Regions from separate parts of the Zea mays genome. Here region 2 is linked to region 1. A link is a contact called in public Hi-C data. All regions are on one chromosome and are shown on one strand. Each heading gives the region's core, a stretch centred on a gene start, on an enhancer-like site or on the middle of the called end of the contact. The rest is flanking DNA. Distances are from core to core; before and after follow the strand shown. Region 1 holds the start of LOC103650429 (E3 ubiquitin-protein ligase UPL1). Region 2 holds the start of LOC103650432 (probable Ufm1-specific protease).

Region 1 (3,883 bases), core at 1,083-3,582:
GGGGGCGGTTGAGCCGGGGCCGAGGCCGGCTGAACCGGCCCGGGACAGGGGGGCGCGGCCAGGGGGCCAGGCGGCCGGGGCGGGCCAGCGGCGGCCGGGCGGGGCGCGGCTGGGCGCGGCCGAGGGCCGGCCAGCGGCGGCCAGGGGCCACGGCGGGGCTGGGGCGGCTGCCGGCGCGGCCAGGGGGCGCGCGGGGTGGGGAGAGAAGAGGGGAGGGAGGAGAGGGAGGAGGGGGAGGGGGCTCACCGGCGGGGATCGACGGCGAGGGGCGGCCGGCGGCAGGGGGCGGCGCAGCGGCCTAGGGTAGGGGCGGCGCTAGGGCAGGGGGCGGGTAGGGGCGGCGGCTAGGGAGAGAATGAGAGAGGGAAAAAATGAGAGGGAGAGGGAGAGGGTTTGGGGAAAAAGGGGAGGTGGGGGCGGCATGGGCCTATTGGGCCCAAGGGGGGGGCGCCAGGGGCGGCTGGGCCGGCCGGGGTCGGCCCACGGCGCGGGAGAGAGAGAAAAAGAGGAGAGAAAAAGAGAGGGAGAAAAAAGAAAGAAAAGATCTTCTCCACATTTTCGAAATCCGATCTTTCTACATGAATGCAATTGCGCTTTCAAAGCAATCAAAAGAAATGCAAGGTTCGGCATGGTGCATCAAACAACATAAAGTATTTAGGGTTTTTCTTACACGGGAATTCCAAACCGAATCCCGCTTAGAACTTTGGAAAAGGTCAAGGTTTAGCGAAGGGAAAAAGAAAAGGGAAAGGTAACGCCCGAATTTTGGCGAGTAAAGAAAAGAAAAAATTCAACTGCAAAATTCGGGGCGTTACATATTTATAGCCCCCAACCACCAAAACAACCGTTGGCTGCTGTCGATGGGCGCACCGGACAGTCCGGTACGCCACCGGACACTGTTCGGTGCACCAGCCACGTCACCCAACCGTTAGGGTTCGGACGCAGACGACCGTTGGAGCTTTGTCTTCTAGTGACACCGGACAGGCACTGTTCACTGCCCGGTGCGCCTCTGACTTCTGTTCTGACTTCTGTCGCGTACTATAGCACTGTCAGGGCACTATGCAGTCGACCGTTGTGCTGGAGAGCCGTTGCTTTGCTTGGTGCATCGGACAGTCCGGTGGCACACCGGACAGTCCGGTTGCACACCGGACAGTCCGGTAAATCATAGCGGAGTGGCGCTGGAGAAACCCGAAGGTGGCTAGTTCAGAGTTGTACGGTCCTGGTGCACCGAACACTGTCAGGTGGCACACCGGACAGTCCGGTGCGCCAGACTAGGGCACACTTGGGTTTCTTTGCTCCTTTCTTTTTGAACCCTTTCTTTAATCTTTTTATTGGTTTTTGTTGAACCTTTATGCACCTATAGAATATATAATCTAGAGTAAACTAGTTAGTCCAATTATTTGTGTTGGGCATTCAACCACCAAAATTATTTATAGGAAAAGGTTAAACCCTATTTCCCTTTCAATAAGTAAATACCAACCCAATTAAGTAGTAGAACAAAAGTAATAACAACATCTGCGATACAATGCATATGACAAATTGAATTTAGTTCCATAAATTAATCATGTCAGTGTCCGAGCTGCTCATGACCATGAGCACGACTAGTATACCAGTTTTACACTCTTAGAGGTTGCACATCTTTACCCACAAGTCATGTTACCCATCTGCCAAGAGACAGCCGATCCCATACACCTCTACCGAGGAGGCGAGGCAGGGTAACACTACGAGACCTTTACAAAGTTCCACTAGCTTCAGAAAACCCGCTACAGTTTATAGGAAGCTCCAATGCAGGGACCCCTCGCCTGACCGCCATCGTAGCAAAACCAACCCAATGACCTCCCTACACTGACCACTCCTCTACTGCCCTTGCACCTTTCGGGTAAGGTAGTCCTCCACTAGCTTTCCTAATTAGTCAGCCAAGGGCGTCTCATACCACCCTTGTGGTAGCATTGTTTTCCCGGGTGGTTCTCCATGTTCCAATTAACATAATGATCTTAACATGAACAATAAATAACAACTGATAATAAAAATATAATCATGAATAATATGTATCTTTATACCCAAAACCACATAAAAGCAATAGTAGGTACTACCCCAAATTTTGTGGTAAACAAGATATAAAGATAGTCAAACTAGGGTAACATATTGAGTCCCATCAGAATTAATTTATGCAGATCATTATGATTAATCAGAACATGACTAGATAAAAAGAAGTGATAAAGGGCACAACTTGTCTAGGACTTGAGATTCCAGCTTCTATGATGATCTTCAGATGCAGCTTATATTAAAAATCAATTTCTAATATTAATTTCCCATCTTATTCGAGAGCCTCGTCGTCCCTCACGCGCTGTGCCCGTGACCTACCGCGCCAAGTGCGCATCCTTTCACTTCACCAGAAAAAAAAGCGACACCACCCGGCCCCAAACAACAATCACAACCCTCTCTCTCCCTCTCCTTCACGTAGCCGCCTCTGAATCCCCACCTCTCTGCTCTCCCGTCGGCCTCCTCCGCGACCGATGTGTGTGCCCCGCCGCCGGCCCAAAACACTAGAGGTACGCGCGCGCCCAGCCTCCCGCCGCCCGCGCTTCCCGACCCTGGTGGGCGGCGGTTGGACCTGGCGTCCTAGGGTTTTCGCGGGATTTTTAGCGGTGATTCTTGTCCTGTTTACACTGATGGGTTCTGGTGGTTTTTTTTTTCTGCAGGTGACGAGCAGGTAAGGGGTTCCGATCGGAGATGGCGGCGGCGGCGGCCGCACATAGAGCCAGCTTCCCGTTGCGCCTGCAGCAGATCCTTGCTGGAAGCCGCGCTGTCTCACCTGCGATCAAGGTCGAGTCTGAGCCGGTGAGTCCCCTGTTCTCTTCCCCGCCCCCTCGCATCCGGGCTGCTTTGATTGCCGCCTTCGTTCTAGGGTTTTGATAGTGAACGGGCGTGTGCGTATGCGACTTGCCTTTCGTGGTTTTGGATAAAACTTATCGTCTATTGGTATATCAGTTAGGGTTTAGTTTCTCTGTTGTGGGCTTGCTTGTGAATTGTGATCTCTCAGGATTGATGGCTAGTTCTGTTTGAAGGGGTGCTAGGTGGCGATGGTAGAATCTCTATTACTTTAGCCCTGTTTGGAACAACAATTTTTTTTCTTTAGAGCTTTTCTGGCTGGCTAGAGAATCATCTTGAATCTAAGTTTTTGGCAACACTGATTCTCCTGAAGAAATTGTTTGTCATGAGTGTGATGACCCCTAGTGCTGATGATGACTTGCTTGGTTGATGAATAAGCGCCTACATCAATCAAACCAATAATACTATATGTTTTCCTTTAAAGTGAAAATAGTACAATTTTGCATACCAATACAACATGACATGAATTAATTTGGAATTGTCACTCACGTGATATTTCTTTACACGGAATATAATCTCAGCAACTTCACAAGAAAAAAAAAAAATCAGATTTAAAGGGATTAAAACTCGAATTAAGCCATCAAATAACAATTGTAGCTCCTTTCATTCTCAAGCTGTGTGTGTCAATACTTAAAACAATTGGTAGGACCTAAAAAACATAACAAATTCACATGTCAATAGCTTCATATTCTTATGCAAGATGTTAGAACTGGAATAGATCATACTGTTTCTTGCTCGTCCCAGTAATCATCACCAACAATAGTGCTACCACTTGTAGGATCTCTTGAGGCCACAGACATTCAAATTCATTCTCTTCCATGTTCCATAGTTGTATCTCAAGGACTTCCATCTAGTTCTAAAATGCAGGTGACAATAGTTCTTATTTATGCGTGCATTGAATTTGGCCTCCAGGTTGGAGAACTCAACTGTGTTCAGACATCTCCCAAATCAAATATTATGGGCAACTACTTCTAGGCAAACATCTATGAAAGTA
Region 2 (4,205 bases), core at 803-3,302, 280 kb after region 1:
TTGGTTTGAGTTACGTGGTGCATTTCCATTTGCTTTATATGGCTCATATGTTTGATCGTTTCTTTCCGGCCTTCTAGGTGGGGCCGGAAAGCTTTCCTGGGCTTTGGATCCTGAATTAATGGGCTGGTGCATTGCATAGTGTGATGGGAAGTGTTGCTGGGACGGGCGAGGATTCATGTAATCCTCCTCAAAAGACTCATGCGCGGACTGTCCGGATACGTACCCGGACCGTCCGTGGTTATATGCGGACCGTCCGTCGTTGTATGCGGACCGTCCGACTGGGTAGTTTGGGTTCTGTGCCGTGTGTGGTGGCTCGGGCGCATATCTAGGTAACTCATTAAAAATAGGCCCGACTATTGCTGGCCCGGACGGTCCGCGCTCACGTGCGGACGGTCCGGGCATGTGCAGATCGGCTGATTTGCTGCCGACTTGCGGTTGTTCAGGGTATGTGTCCATTGGCATCCCATAAAGGGGTTGTGACTGGTCGTGACAACCTGTAGCCGATGTGTTACGCGTGTTACCTCCTAACTCAACCTCGTGTGAAGGAAAATTTGCGATGTTAGATTTATCGAATGCACGTACTAGTCTCTTAACATCGCTTTGCATACCCCCTATGATGTTCTGCATTTGTTCACGCTGTTCTTCTACATAATTTCTAAGAGATTGTAGCTCGTTGGTATTACTTACATTGGGGATATCTGGCGTGGGTTGAAGCAAAGCCGGATCCGTCGCCCGATGTCGGACGACCTTGTTGTTCCTGTCCACTTTGAAGTTGGCCAAGAATTTTGCTTTCGCCTCCTGGATCATCCGCTCCTTGTGCTCCTCAAACTGGAGCTGCTCGTCAGCCGGCAAGGTTTCCCAAGTCGGCTCTATGATGTTGCTTGGGGAAATATCAGAGCTCTCCCTTGAACCGGCCATTTGAGGGCCGATTTGATGAGCCTAGATGTGTTTTCCCAGCGGAGTCGCCAAAAAGTATGTTGACGCTTTTTTGGAGCGCCAAATACCCAAGAAGAACCGGCGGCGGTGCTCTCTGGTCAGGCGTGGACGGTCCGTGGCCTGGGGCCGGACGGTCCGCGACCTGGCGCAGGGGCTAGGTTTTCCTGCCTAACGGCCGGACGGTCCGCGCCCTGGGGCCGGACGGTCCGCGCGTGTGCAGGGGCGGCGGAAGATCGCCGGCGGCGCCTGGATCTCGCTCCCGGGAGGGACCCCGTCGGGGAGGAGAGATCCTAGGGGTTGTCTAGGCTCGGGCCGGCCGACCTAGACTCCTCTAATCGGCGTAGAGTCGAAGAGAGGCGAAGAATTTGGGGATCAAGAGGCTAAACTAGAACTAGACTAGAACTACTCCTAATTGTACTGGAAATAAATGCGAATAGAAGTTGTATTGATTCGATTGTTGATTACAAATCGGCCGTAAGCCTCTCTTTTTATAGAGGAGGGGGGCTGGACCCTTTACACGACCGGATTCCGAGCTAATTCCGCGGATATAGCTAACAAACATAGCACAAAACTCGGAACGCTAATCTACTCTGCGCGTGCGCGGACCGTCCGGCCTCAGGGCCGGACCGTCCGCACCTCATTTTGGTGCTCAACAACACCACACATTTGATTTCGCGTCCGAAAATCCGGATGTGACATGCACGCACTCTTGGATCAATTCTGCAGCAACAATACACTTGCTTAATCCCAACAATATAAATTGCAAGAAATTGCAGACGTTCAAAAGAGAGAAAAAAACTATTACCCTTGTGGAACATCAGCAAGATCTATACAACTTAATTCTGGATTGATTCTTGATCACTAAAAGAGAGATGAACTAGAACCATGAAACTAACAAAGGAAGAAGGGAAAAGATGGAGATACATAGGGGTCGCCGATAGAGAACGTGTGTGGATGAGGGCTCTGGGCGGGGTGGAGGCAGCCGCCACTGCCAGAGAGATGTGCAGGCGGCGGGGAGGCTGCCAGGAGAAGCCTCGATCCTGGAGAAACTGAAAAGGACAGAACGGGTAGAGGAATTGACTGCTTGACAAAAGAATGCCCTTGTCCGACGGAAGCAAACAGAATGCTATGTATCGGTATCGTTGCATTTTTGAATGATAAATATTTAGAGTTATTCCTTTTGATAGTAAATATCCAAAGATGGGGTCTTTAATGGCATGGATCTTTCCCTTTAAAAAATATATCCGAACATACCCTAAAAGCAGAGCCGTCTGCGTTGCCGCTAACAAGGCCGCCGCCGATGGACGCCTTCGTCGCCGGTTCGCGCGGCCGCCCAGCCCTCAGCTTCCTTTGCCCTAAGATATCGCTATTCTCCCCGCCCTCGCACTCCTGGTTCCGCTGGCTCGTCGGTGCGCCTCGCGTTCTCCCTCCCTTCACCGTCGCTGCTGTCTTACGTCCCATTCACGGCGACCATGACGCCATTGATCTTCCCAGGGAAGCAGGCAAGTCTCACCAACCCACTTTTCCCAACAACTCATGATTCCGCCTGAGTCCTGACGATGTCCCTATACTTCTATGCCTTCCGCAGACGAAATCCGGGGGTTGCTGCCACGCGGTTTCGACATCATAGGGGTGCTGCTCGTGGGGGGAGAGGGTTCTGATGCGGACGTCACTCGCGCACTGGAGCAGGCTCGGGCGCTGAGGGAGCTGCTGTTTGGTGTGGCAGCGAGCCATGGCTTGGTAGGAGGCCACATGGATGCAGCCACTGGGGAGATTCGATTTGTTGTATCTGAGAGTGGATGGACGAACTCGGTGGAAGGATCTGTGGTTACATGGGAGGATGAGCCCGGGAGGTTGTTGTGGGAGAAGGGATGCCTCCTGCGCTGCGAACTGCTGCTGAAGCTTCCACTCTATCTTAGGCCTGACGTGAATTCTGGTAAATGCTAGGAAGTTTACCTGTCTGTTTAGTCCTTTACTGTACAAATGAACGGGCAAAAGTTGATCATTCATGATATGATGTGCCTTGACATCTATTTGAAGAAATTGGAGTTCTGCGAATTCTTTTCGCTGCAACCGGTTCAATTTTTTTGGATTATTCTATAGTGTTAAGATACTGTTTCTACCTTAGTTTGTGCTTAGAAAAAACCCCATTGTTCTCTCATTTCAGTACCCACCCTATTATCTTGAAGCTAATAATTGGTTGGATAAGGTTGCAAATTTGCAATTTACTACATCTTGCATAGCTGGTGTTTTTTTGTTTGAACTATGTGATTTCTTAAGCTGCCAAATATTCAATCATGAAAGAAGGTATTAGAGAGCCTGTGCATTGCCATATATATTCAGTATAATCTCGAACCTAAAACCAAACAATATGATTGTAACAACATACATGAAGTGGTGGATGGCCTCTTGCTTCTTGTTCCAACTGAAATTAAAATTTTGGATCAAATCAGTGAGCTAATGTAACAATTCAAATTAATCAAATATTAAAATGGTGAACTGTGTCCGTGAACCTATTTATCATGAACAAATTTGTTACTAATTTCTATCTTGCACATAGAGTTTGCATGTACATGCAGTCTTAGATCCGTTCACAGAATATCCTTTAGAGGTGAAGGTGGAAGAACATGCGGCTACAACTAACCCCCGTGTAATTTTTAAAGTTGTAATTAGCGAAGAACAAAGAAGAACAAAGAACAGTGGTGAGAGCTGTCTCCCTGAGTCACCAGGTCGTGGAGCAGCCTCTTTGCATTTGCGGAGGGAGGGTGTGGCTTGCCTCGGTTAATCCTTTCCCTAGATGGGAGCTTCCGCCATTGGGTCTGCCCTTTTCTTTTTTCTTTTTTAAATTAGCGAAGAACAAAAAGGTTTGACCATGCATAATCATGTCTAACTGCACTAGTTGTTTATAAAATCTGTTTTTTTGCTCTTTTTATGATATATAAGCAATTGCGTCTGGTAGTTAGGAGCCAACTATTTGCTTCTTACGTGAATGAGATAACTTTGTTACGTTTAATTTTTTGAAGGCATCGAAGGACAGTTTTCTTCACTTATTGAATCTACAGTTGCTAAACTCAGAGATCCTCATGTATATTATTTAGTTGAGGGGCCAATTACATCTAGTCAATCACATCGTTCTATTATCTTGCGTGGCGATGATTTAAGCTTTGATTCACATACACATGGAAACTCAAGAACAGACAGTTGTACCACAAGTATTGTAACTTGTTCAGAATTCTTCACAGAAAAGAGGTATGACCTCTCATTGACAA

What was found. A called contact is a pair of places that touch in the nucleus more often than the background predicts.
Region 2: a contact with region 1 is called in a Hi-C map of endosperm, with 4 times the contacts expected there. The contact joins the promoter of LOC103650432 here to the promoter of LOC103650429 in region 1. A contact is called at or near these places in 8 of 25 Hi-C or Micro-C datasets (endosperm, leaf, leaf mesophyll and 2 more).

Annotation. Positions count from the first base shown.
Region 1 is chr3:98,730,578-98,734,460 of Zm-B73-REFERENCE-NAM-5.0, forward strand. LOC103650429 (E3 ubiquitin-protein ligase UPL1) reads left to right here and starts at 2,333. Exons shown (of 17, transcript XM_008675998.4): 1 at 2,333-2,549; 2 at 2,700-2,838. The coding sequence starts at 2,731.
Region 2 is chr3:99,012,895-99,017,099 of Zm-B73-REFERENCE-NAM-5.0, forward strand. It overlaps LOC103650432 (probable Ufm1-specific protease), which reads left to right and starts at 2,053. Exons shown (of 13, transcript XM_023301977.2): 1 at 2,053-2,438; 2 at 2,525-2,872; 3 at 3,960-4,205. The coding sequence starts at 2,237.